Regions from separate parts of the Rattus norvegicus genome. Here region 1 is linked to region 2. Evidence: chromatin contacts called from public Hi-C data. All regions are on one chromosome and are shown on one strand. Each heading gives the region's core, a stretch centred on a gene start, on an enhancer-like site or on the middle of the called end of the contact. The rest is flanking DNA. Distances are from core to core; before and after follow the strand shown. Region 1 holds the start of Reps1 (RALBP1 associated Eps domain containing 1). Region 2 has its middle 13 kb from the start of Cited2.

Region 1 (6,286 bases), core at 2,417-4,916, 370 kb after region 2:
AGGTGGTTCTGAACCACCCAACATGTGTGCTGGGACTCAAGCTCAGGTCCTCTGCACTGAGTAGGTCTGACTTTAACTTCAGAGCTATCTCTCCAGCCTCATCAGTGGCTTTTTTAACAAACAAACAAACAAACAAACAAACAAAAAATCTTTCTATGTAGCTCAGGCCGGCCCCAAACCTGTGATCTTCATACCTCAGCCTCCCTCCCCACTGTTGGAACTGCATGAATGTACCACCATGCCTGGCCTGTGTGTTAGCCGTTCTTTACCCTCATCTGGGCCTATGTTGTCAATGAGAAGTGTCCTGTCCCAGGCCTGTTGTAGTTTAGGAAAGCTTTATAAAGCAATACAGCTACAGACAGAGTAGCTTCACACTCTCTAAGGCTCATACGGTGGCGAATTTAGCTTGAGTAATTGGCAACAGGTAACAGGAAGGGCAATGGAAGAAGGAAATGGTGTCTGGTAGGCAACTCCTGGCTACAAGATCCTAGACTCTGTGATTCCCAAAAAGAAAATCCTGCCCCTCACTTTACACTGGGACAACATGATCCAAGTATAGGTGTCTGGTTGTTTTGTTTGTTTGTGACAGGATCTCACTTGGATTCCAGGCTGGGCTAGAATTCACAATTCTTCCTTTCCATGGGATTGTATGTGTATACACCCTACCGGACTTTCGAAGTATAATTTTGACTTTTTAATGTCATGTATATGAATGCTTTTGACTGCATGAGTGTATGTGCACCATCCATGTGCAGTGACCGCTGAAACCAGAAGACAGCATCAGATCCCAGGAGCTGGATTTAAGGTTAAGAGGCTGTACGTGAGCTGGGAATGGAATCTGGGTCCTCTGCAAGGGCAGCAAACGCTCTTAACTTCTCAGCCATCTCTCCAGCCCTTCAAAGCATAATTTTGAACCCATTAACTGGGCTGGAACTTAGAGACTTTGAGGACTGTAAGGAACAGGTTTATGTGAGAGGCGGCAGGAGAGGAGAAAAAGATAGATTATGGACACGTCAGAGCCTAGAACTTGTACACGAAGGAATCCTGCTTCTTTGGATTTGAAGAGAGGCACAGAGAGCTGGAGTTTGCTAAAGTTAAGGATGTGAGAGTAGGAAGTTAGAGTCCGGGCTGCTCGGTCCATCAACACTGAATTCATTTGATCACTCATGATTGAGGCATACCTGTACATGGACAGGCCTTGGAAGTGTGGTAAGCAAGAAACACTTCCTACTGAATACAGAGCTAGTGGCTCAGGGGACTTAAGAGAGGGTACTGGTTTCAGAGTTGAGTAGGTTTAGGATCCTATATCTAGATATTTGGTATCATGTGACTTACAAGTTGCTAAAACCATTTTTTTTTGTCTCAGTGTCCCAATTTTTCAAAAAAGGAAAATACTTGAAAAGCCTATTTCATGGGGTTGTTGTCCTCAATGTGGTAATTAGCATAAAAATTTAGAAAAATTCCTGGGCCACAATAACACTCAGTAATTACTAGTTATGAATATATATAGAAAGTAGATATGCAATGAAGAAAAAGAATTCAGATTAAGAGGATCAAACACAGTGCAACAGCTGGAGATCAGGTGTCAGGGGAACTGTTCTCTAAGACAGTGACCTTGGAACAGGAGAATAAACCGTAGAAGTGTCTGTGTGAGAATTCAGACAGGAACAAAGGCCTGGGGCAAGAAAGAGCTGCTAGCTAGGCCACGGGAAGGTGTCAGGGAAAAAGGGACTGGTGACAACAGGAATCAATTCCCACCTGGTTGAACCTATCTTTTAAAAAATACACACACACACACACACACACACACACACACACACACACACGACACACAAACTGACACACACACATACACACACATACATACACACACTCACACACATACACACACTGACACACACACTCAAACACATACACACACTGACACACACACACTCACACACATACACACACTGACATACACACATACACACTCACACACATACACACATTACACACACTGACACACAAACACACTGACATACACACATACACATGCACACACATACACACACATACACACAGGCATACACACGTACACACACTGACACACACATTCACACACATACACACTCACACACATACACACATACACACTCACACACATACACACATACACACTCACACACATACACACACATACACACTCACACACATACACACATACACACTCACACACATACACACACATTCACACACATACACATACACACACATTCACACACATACACACTCACACATATACACACTGACACATACACACATGCACACACATACACATACACACACTGAACACACATACACACATACTGACACACTGACACACATACACACACATACACACACAAAATCTGAAATTGTGAAAATGAGTTATATGAAGTAGAGTAATCTGAAAATGTCGACACAAAGTGGCATCTCTAAAGACTTAGATGAAGGGCTTCCCTGCTCATTTAGACTCAGCCTTCGAACAAAGCACGGCAGAGTGGTGCTTTTGGTGCCAGAGTCCTCCCTTCTGTTTCCTGGGCTGTTTGAGATAGGATTTCTCCCACATGGTCTAAGTTGGCCTTCAGTGTTCTATGCAGCTGAACATGACCTTGAACTCTGATCCTCCTGTCCTCTACCTTCCAAATGCTGGGATTACAGGTAAGCACCACCACGCGTGGTATAGGGGGTACTGGGAATAGAATCCAGGGTCTTGTGCACGCAAGCGCTCTAAGAAATGAGCTACAAACCCAGCCCTCTATGTCGGCTCAGTCTCATAATGATGTCCTCTTAATGGGCTAGATGTAACCAAACTTGACGAGTCTTCTGTGTAATCTCCCTTGGCTCCCATATCTGAAATACTTCGTATTTAATGCTGACAAGATAGCTGGCTGGCTGGTGATAGTATCCCATCACCAGGAAAGCAAAGGCAGAGGGATCAAGAGTTCAAGTCCAGCCTGACTTCATAGGGTTTCAGAAAAGAAATAGTTTAAAAAAGATTAAAGACTCATTAAGGGTGTATGAACTCCTGAGACAGGTGCAGATTAAGACAGCGCATTTTTCCCCCCACGGAGGAAAGGATCATGAGCCACAGGAGGCCCTGGAGTTGGCTGAAGGCCTACATAGGTTTATAGAGTGGATGGCATAAATCGACAATATTCGGTTTCCGGTGACAAAAACAAAAAAACCTCTGACCGTTTATTTTTTTCTTTCCATTTTGCAAACTTGGGTTTTATAGAAGACCGGGCTTAGGAGTGGGAATTCAGCCTCGGTTTAAGCGTCCACACCTGAGCAAGCTTCCCAGCTCCAGTGGACAGTGTAAAATGATGCACTCCTCCTCGGTAAGTGCAAACGGGTAGGAACTGCTGCATGCCAGAAGCTGCCACACTCGAGCCCGCAGCCCGACCTGAACCCTCCGCATCCGATCGCTGGCGGACTGGTCCTCAGGTGCCCCTCGCCTAGGGTCCTGGCGGAGGGCGCCCAGGGCCACTGGTCGCGCCGCGGGGCTCCGGCCAGCAGGGGGCGCTGCGGCCCGCTCTCCCGGGAGCGGCCAAGCCAGCCCGGTGGGTGTTTCTCTCTCTCTCTCTCTCTCTCTCTCTCTCCCTCTCTCTCCCTCTCCCTCTCGCGCTCTCTCCTCCCGGCCTCACATCCGGGTCTGGAGCGCGGCCGCCGCTGTCAGTGCCGGGCCGGGGCGCAGTCAATGGCGGCTGAAGGAGGCGGAGCGGCGGCCACGCGCAGCCCCGAGCCCCCGAAACTTTAGACTTCCGAAGCCCCACAACTTCTCGGAGGGGGGTGCGTGGGCGGAAGGGGAAGCCGAGGCGGGAAGCCCGAGGGACGCGGCCGAGCCCCGAGCCGCCGCCTCCTTCCCCACGCCGAGCTTTGCGGCCGCGCGCCGCCGCCGCCGGCTGCCCCGGGCCACACGAGCTCGCGGCCCCGCGGGGAGGCCGTGCTGCACGCAGTCCCCCGCCGGCCGCCCCGGGTCGCGGGGCCGGCGCCCGGGTGGTGCATGCGGGGCGGGGCGGCCGCGGGGCCGAGGCGAAGATGGAAGGCTTGACGCTGAGCGACGCCGAGCAGAAATACTACTCGGATCTCTTCTCCTACTGCGACATCGAGAGCACCAAGAAGGTGGTGGTCAACGGGCGAGTGCTCGAGCTGTTCCGGGCCGCGCAGCTGCCCAACGACGTGGTCCTCCAGGTACCGCCGCGTCCCCGGCCGCGCGGGCCTCGGGCAGCGGGAGCGGGAGTGGGCGACGTTTCCAGGAGGGCAGGTTCCACCCGGGGGGCTCCCGTGCGGCGGGCAGAGGCCGCAGGTGCGGGTGCGCGGGGACTCCCGGAGGGGGAGGGGTCGCTTGCCGGGGTGGGGGCGGGGGTCTGCGGAGCCTCAGCCTGCATCCCTCGGCCAGCCTGTGCACGGGAAGAGCAACTTCCCCGGGAGGCTCTCGGCTTGTGTGCGGATCCTAGCTTCTGCTGTGTGTGTTCCACATTCACAGAAGCTCTTCGGCTCCCGCACAATAGGAAAGTTACGAGTATAGGCAGGCAAAATGCCATATGAATTGGAGTGAGCCGAGCAGACTCGATGAAGTGAGTTTTGTTAAGGTATCCAAGAAGCAGGTTGGTTTTTTTGGGTTTTTTCTTTTTTCTTTTAGGAAGCTGTGTTTTTTTGGGGGGGGGGTTGCGACTAAGAAAATTTGAACTTCTGGCTAGTACTTGGCGTGTAGATAGATGTGAAAAGAACTTGTTCGTAGGATGGGTGGCCGATGTACCGTGGACAGTATCTTCTAGTGGGCTTTCCGAGTGTAGTTGGTGGAGCTGGTTCATTGGGTTTGGGATCTACTGGAACAGCTGGAATCAGAAGGTGGATATTCTCCTCGGTCTGTAGCTCTGCCCTGTAGCAGCAAGCACGGTTAGTGTAAACCTTCTTTGTCGTCTGTTTTTACAGGAGACTTCGTAGAAGTGCTAATATTTGTGATGAGCATTAACGCTACTGCCTCATGATTCATAGCTGCTAGTAAGAGCCTTTTTAAACGGCATGGGAGGAAGGAACCGTTTTAAGTTTTCATCCTAATATTGATCCCAAATCAGTTATCCGAATCTCCAAACACATGGAGATGGAAGTGGATAAAATGTAGGGGAAGCAGAATATTGGGGCAGAGGTTTTGTTTTACTTTGTTTTGAGACGGTTTCTTGCTTTATATCCCAGACTTGCCCTGAACTTCAGGGTCCTTTTGCTCCCTCAACTGCTCAAGTGCTGGGATTACAGGTGTGGGCTGGGCTAGGAGTCTCTCCGGGCTTTTACTGTGGTCTCCTATCAAATAGAATGTGACTCTGGGCCAGCACTCCCGTCTCCCCAGCCTTGAGTTCTTGTAGGCCCATTTTAGAGTGAAAGTCAGTTTGCTTAGAACAAAAACTCTAATAGATATAAAAATTTCTACAAATACTTCGGATATAGACGATACCCTAGTGCCTACTGTGGTTTAGGGAATGAGTTCTTTCTCTCTGTTTTATGTTGTCTTTTTTTTTTTTTTTTAAGCCTGGGGTGTGGTGGGGAAAGGTAAGTGTTTTAGGATAAGTAAGTCTAGATCTGTGCTGCTGAAAAGGGCAACATAGTGACTATTTTAGGCTTTTGCCGCTATTAACATTCTGCGAGGATTCACTGTTTTTGTTTTTTATGGCTCTCTTACAATGCTGAAACCAGTTTTAGCTTAGGTTCACACAACTGCCTGTAGTTTGCTGGTGGTCCTGTAGAGCTAGTGTCTTAATGGATTTGGTACAAAACCTACAGGTTCTGGTCAAAACATGCCCATTTATTATGGAAATAAGACATATAAAGGACTTAAAATCAAGGAGAAGCCTCCCATATTCTATCTTAGCTTATGTCTTTGGGGCTCAGAGTTGACAGAATGACTTTTTGTCGTTCTCATGGTGTACAAGACTTTTAGGTTGTTTAAATATATTGTCGTTCAGGGCATAGAAGTTAGCATTGATTAGCCTCCAGCTGAGGTATGTTCAATAGATCCAACTTATTTTCATATTTTACTCAATCGTATGGGTATTTGAAAATAACTTTCTATTGTTTTGTGCGTGGAGAGCTTAAGTAGCTTAAATATTTGGGATTCAATCGCACATTGGGAACCGTAGGAATCTCTGGAGCCAGACTTTCACAGTACTATGTTCAGGTTGAGTGTCCCTGATCAGGGCATCTGTAATACTCCTAAACTTAAAACTTTGTGGGCCAAAATAGCACAAGTGGAAAATTCCACATCATG
Region 2 (6,403 bases), core at 29-2,528:
TTTTATTCGCACTTCCTTCTGAGTGGCTACCAAGACTAGATTGACACTTGCTTCAGCAACTAATCTCCACCGCATTTGCTTTTACTGAACCATAACAGGTTCTGTACGACCTACAGTAAACTTCAAGGCAGGACCAAGTCAAGGATGCCTGCACACACTCTTTCGCTACAGTCCACCAAAATTAGAATTCACAAAAGGTGTCCTTTTCCTAAGGGTCTTTTTCCTTTTTCAAGTCCCCTCCTCCTGTCTTCCTTTCGCTCAAGAGCCAATGGCTCGATTTGATGCCCCGCTAAGAACATTTGTACCTTAAAAGAGAGACTGAAGGAACAGAGGTAGGACTTTGTAAGTATTGGAAGGCTTTTGTGCCTCCCCTTACCTGTTTCTTCTCCCATCCACAAGCCAGCCAGCTCTGAGGTCAGCTTTGCTCCATTGTTCAGTCTTAGATAAGGGTTTTCATTCCTGTTTCACCATCAGCCAATTCTTCTATTACTGGAGGTTCAGGCAGCATCAAGACACTGGGGTTTTTACAGCCCAGATATGCAATGCTGGTCTCCAACCCACCCAAGCATCCTCATCCCAAATCTGCATACCGCTGGCTACACACACACACACACACACACACACACACACACACACGCACGCACACACACACACACACACACACACACCCCGCCACACACACGTTTCTCATATACCTTTAAGCAGAATCTAAGACTGCATTCAAACTCCTCTTCGCCATTAGCAGCCCTCACCATGCTAATTGGCATCTCTGGGAGTTAAATTATCTCCATCTGTTGACTCTCTGTGATTGCTCCTCCCCAAGACTCAAGACTCAGACTTTGCCTCACCGGTGAATGGATCCTGGATGCTACCTTCTTCCCCCGTGGAACTCTTCAACCTTACTCCTGTTTTCCTCATGACACTTGTCGTTTTGTTTTTCCGGTGTTGACAAATCATTTGACATTCTTCTCCTCAGATGGTGGCGTGGTACGGCTTCCACAGACCTGGGGTTTCACTCTCTGCGTTTTCTACCACTGACCTTGCGAGGCTCATTCAGAAAAAGACCACACAGTTCCCTCCCACTCCTCTCAGGGCACACCCCTTTGGAGCCCTGAGTCTCACCACCTTGAGGCTGACACGCTGTGAGTAAGCCAGGTCACATGGAGTTGTTCCTGCCACCCATTCCCACAGACGTTCCCAGTAGATGACCTGTGTCAACCAACATGGCTGCCGGTGCTTCCCATCTCAGTGACGGAATTACCCTCCAACGCTGAGGTTAGACATTATGGAGCAGAGAGGAGTGTGAGCCTCCCCACTTATGACCCACAGATCACAGCGAGCATGGCAAAACCAAAGCTTGTGGAATCAGTTGGTAAATACCAGGAGCAACTTTGCCATTTCTCTTAAAATGGATTTTCTTATCGGAATGGGTTTTTGGTAGCTGGCCTTAATTCAAAATCCAATCTCTCTGTGAACAGGCCTCTTTGGTTTTGTTCATTGCACATCAGCCTGGAAAAATGCTAACACACGGTGGATGCTTAGCCATTATTTATTATTAAATTCACTTATTAGAAGGAGTCAATGATTTTCCCTGTACTGTATTTTAATTCTCTCTGTCTTTAATTCCTGCTGTCTTTGTTCGGAAATTCCTTATTCCTTGCCTACGTGTGGTCTGACCAGATACCGACCACCTACTCAGAAGGTGAGAATGGAAGAGAAAAATTTGGTTCCGTAGCTCAGACCAATGAAATGGATCTGGTTAGCCATGCTTATACCACGGTGATGAGAGAGAGCGGGCAGGCGACACCAAGGCTCGGTGCCTCTCAGAATGAAAGCTAGTATGTGACAGACCAAGAAAATCGTAGGAAAGAGAACAATCTATAGAAACTACAGTTGAGTTGGGACCACAGATGCTAGCTGAAGAGTAGAGGAGTTAGTTAGCTGACATCAACAGACAGTTGGTATCTAAGGGGTCACACTACTCTAAACCCGGGAGAGAAGGGAGACGGGGAAGACGCATCTGTCTTTCACAATACTCCATCTGTTTCGTCCCCATCAGAACCACAGCTCTTGTGAGGCACCCGTACCACTTTCTTCACTAATATGGGTGACCTTGGAGCCCTGGTCTAGAACTCTGCTTTTATTAGTCACTCTTTCCTCTGCCCAATAGGCATGGCTCATTCTCATCCCTGTAGTTTCGGAACCCTTCAACAAGGGTTTTCTTTGAGAAGGCTCCTCCCAAAATTCCCTCTTTCACAACACTACTTGAATTAAAAATACCGTACAGGTTATGTAGAACTTCTTCGACTTTGTAACCCCACCCCGGTGTTGGAAATTTTTAGCTATAATTTACATTTCTATTCTCTACTCTATTCTACTTATGCCCACTCTATTATCTATTCTTAGTCAATGAGAGGGCAGTCATCATTCGACTAATTCCTAACTTAATGATGTTGTCACGAACGTCCGTGTTTTTAATCAGCTCTCTACCAGGCTCTCCTTAGCATTGACCCCGACCTTCATCTAGTAGCAGGTACAGTTAGCCAAACTTCCATGATCTGTCCCAGAGAAGAGCTTTTACAAACACAACCCTCCCTCTATGTATCAGGTCCTACGCCCATTTCTGGGGCAGGGTTAGCATAACGTACCTCTAACAGGGCAGTCAACGGTGGACAACCCCTTCCTGAAAGTTTGGTTTCAAGCATAGCTTTCTCTTTTTAAGAAGCCCAGAACTGAATAAGAGTTATGCTTAAAGTACGTTTTATATTTTCAAAGTGTCTTCACATGAGGGAGATTTATAGCTAACCGAATTATGTTATAAATCACTTAATGTCGGTCTATTTTAAAAAAGTTAAAGTGTCTTTCTATAAAATGACATTCGTAGATATAAATAAATATCCTCTTAAAAAGAAGAATATGGTCATTATGTCTTCATTTTAAACCCTTCAAAAAGTCCCTTGTTAAGATGATTAATAAATAATTTCACTGGACTAAGGAAATCATGTATGCATTGGCAGGCGACTAATCTCAGGGCAACGTGAACAGAATCCAGCATTTATATCTAGTCTTTAGGAGCAAATTGCCAGTGGCTATACGTTCTATTTCCTTGGTAAAACACATTGGTAAATACACCAAAGTAAAAATAGATTATTAAGTCAGTCAGACAATATCGCAATAGGAGAAATAAGAAACACCTAAGACATGGTCACCTTTCTGACTAGACATTGACTGGCCGCTCTGCCATTAAACACTCTTTCTCTACCGTAGTTATGCATCCGTGTGTGAAGATTCTCATAATCATATCTGGGAACCCTCATAAGTGTCCCTGGCCCTTCTTCCTCCCTAGCTGTGGCGATGGGCCCAACTAAGGTGATCAGCATGACTTCTTCTGCTAGCTGTGGTGATTGGTCTGTTGGTAGTACATCATGCTAGAAGCACCTGTCTCTTTACGCATTCAACCTGAGAGCAGATTAGCAATAAACTAATCTGAAACTAAAGATGATGGGAAGACAGAAGAGACACAAACAAACAAACAAAAACAACAACAACAACAAAATCTCTGGATACCTTCTGAATTCTCGAAGTCCAGTTCCAACTTCACCCTCCGTGAAGTGGTAATCTGAGACGATACCAGCTCCCGCTTCTGAGCTAATTCAGTGGAGTTTTAAGAGGTGAAACAAAACCATTTGATTCGGTCATTGCTATGCCATTATTTTCTCAAAATTGAAATAGCCCCTCTTTGGAGGGAAAAGGTTCATCAGGACTCAGGAAGGAACCGAGTCTAACCAAGACTTGGGAAGTACCCCAAACTCGAGTGAGAGAAATCTCCTGAAATCGACAATATTGCCGTTTGGACCCTGAGTTGTGTGGGCAGAATCAAGAGCTGGGGAGAAAGGACTCGGACTATCGGGCAGCTCCTACAGGGAGCTCCAGGAAGGCAGCTTGCCAGAGTCGTTCACGCTGGAATGAGCGTTCGGCTGACCCAGCACCCTTTGAGCCGTTTGTGCGCCTGTAAGAGCACTCCATCAACTCATTCCCTCAAAGGTTGGACTCCGCTGGCACTGTTTGACTCATGGCTGGTGCACTATGGGATGAACGGACCTTACAGGCACAAACTGCATCTCGGCTGCGGCTTGTTTGTTCCTAATTTTTCACTAAAATATGTATTTAGAGAACTTCTGTGTTCAACATGTAGTTTAAGTGAGCTACGCCTTATCATTCCAGTAAATTAAATGAACCGCACGATGCCTCAACACTGCAATTCACTTTTCCTTCTGCAGGCAGAAGGGAAGACACCTAATATCAATACCTGGATGGGTAATAGCTTCTGTGAAGGACAGCCGTGGTCTCCCTTCAGGACTGAAGCATTTCCCTCGGATCATTTCGGCAGAAGGACAGACGGCCCTCAAAAGATAGCTTGCTTCATAATTTCCTCATTGTTTTGTGGGGGGTCACACCCTTCCCCCTCCTTCCCCGTGACTGACCGTTGTTTAGTTAAATGCCTAGGTCTCACAAGACTCGGTGGGACACAGACGACTCTTCAAGAGTACCCTGGCTCCAGGGCCTCTTGTGGTGAGGGCTGAGGACTTCTGCGGTTACGTTCAAGTAGTCCACAGACCTTACTCCAAAGCAATGCTACTCCCCTGACAACCCCTAGCACTCTATCCTCCCCGTGATGTCAAGGTTTGCCTCTGAGAAACTTCCAAGACAACACCTATTAAGAATATGCAAGTGCATATTCATTTGCCTTTGAATTTCATGAAGTCATTGTTTTTTCATAGCTGAGTAGTACTCCATTGTGTAGATGTACCATAGTTTTTTAATCCATTCCTCAGTTGAAGGGCATCTGGGTTCTTTCCAACTTCTGGCTATTATAAATAAGGCTGCTATGAACATAGTGGAGCATGTGTCTTTGTTATATGTTGGGGCATCTTTTGGGTATATGCCCAGGAGAGGTATAGCTGGGTCTTCAGGTAGTGGAATGTCCAATTTTCTGAGGAACCTCCAGACTGATTTCCAGAGTCGTTGTAACCAGTTTGCAATCCCACCAACAATGGAGGGGTGTTCCTCTTTCTCCACATCATCGCCAGCATCTGCTGTCACCTGAGTTTTTTTTTTTTTTTTTTTTTTTTTTTAATCTTAGCCATTCTGACTGGTGTGATGTGGTTGTTTTGATTTGTATTTCCCTGTTGACTAAGGATGTTGAACATTTCTTTAGGTACTTCTTAGCCATTCGATATTCCTCAGCTGGGAATTCTTTGTTTAACCCTGTACCCCATTTTTAATAGGGTTATTTGGCTCTCTAGAGTCTAACTTCTTGAGTTCTTTGTATATTTTGGATATAAGCCCTCTATCAGATGTAGGATTGGTAAAGATCTTTTCCCAATCTGTTGGTTGCCATTTTGTCCTAATGACAGTGTCCTTTGCCTTACAGAAGCTTTGCAGTTTTATGAGGTCCCATTTGTTGATTCTTGATCTTAAAGCATGAGCCATTGGTGTTTTGTTCCCAATTTTTCCCAATGCCCATGTGTTCAAGACTCTTCTCTACCTTTTCTTCTTTTAGTTTGAGTGTATCTGGTTTGATGTGGAGGTCCTTGATGCACTTGGACTTAAGCTTTGCACAGGATGATAAGATTGGATAGATCTGCATTCTTCTACGTGCTGATCCAGTTGAACCAGCACCATTTGTTGAAAATGTTATCTTTTTCCCACTGGATGGTTTTAGCTCCTTTGTCAAAGATCAAGTGACCATAGGTATGTGGGTTCATTTCTGGGTCTTCAATTCGATTCCCCTGATCTACCTGCCTGTCTCATACCAATACAGTTTTTATCACTATTGCTTTGTAATACTGCTTGAGGTCAGGGATGGTGATTCCCCCAGAAGTTCTTTTATTGTTGAGTATTGTTTTCACTATCCTGGGTTTTTTTGTTGTTCCAAATGAATTTACAAATTGCCCTTTCTAACTCCATGAAGAATTGAGCTGGAATTTTGATGGGGATTGCATTGGGTCTGTGGATTGCTTTTGGCAAAATGGCCATTTTTACTATATTAATCCTGCCAATCCATGAGCATGGGAGGTCTTTCCATCTTCTGAGATCTTCTTTGATTTCTTTCTTCAGAGACTTGAAGTTCTTGTCATACAGATCTTTCACTTGCTTGGTTAGAGTCACATCAAGGTATTTTATCACCCTGAGTGAGGTAATCCAATCACAGAAAAACACACATGGTATGCACTCACTGATAAGTGGGTATTAACCCAAAAGCTTGAATACCCAAGATACAATCCACAGACCACTTGAAGCTCAAGAAGAAGGACAACCAAAGTGTGGATGCTTCACTTCTTCTTAAATGTGGAACAAAAATATTCATAGCAGGGGCTATGGGGGCAAAGTTTGGAGCAGA

Evidence for each region. A called contact is a pair of places that touch in the nucleus more often than the background predicts.
Region 1: a Hi-C map of mammary epithelial cells shows a contact between it and region 2, with 3 times the contacts expected there. The contact joins the promoter of Reps1 here to the enhancer-like site in region 2. A contact is called at or near these places in 2 of 12 Hi-C or Micro-C datasets (Schwann cells and mammary epithelial cells).

Annotation. Positions count from the first base shown.
Region 1 is chr1:14,513,923-14,520,208 of GRCr8, forward strand. Reps1 (RALBP1 associated Eps domain containing 1) reads left to right here and starts at 3,667. Exons shown (of 20, transcript NM_001415798.1): 1 at 3,667-4,215. The coding sequence starts at 4,063.
Region 2 is chr1:14,142,558-14,148,960 of GRCr8, forward strand. No RefSeq gene overlaps it. Among named protein-coding and RNA genes, the nearest start is that of Cited2, 13 kb to the left of the region's middle. Within about 2 kb of position 1,279, at least 14 of the 93 cell types and tissues checked have an H3K27ac peak or open chromatin away from gene starts, as enhancers often do.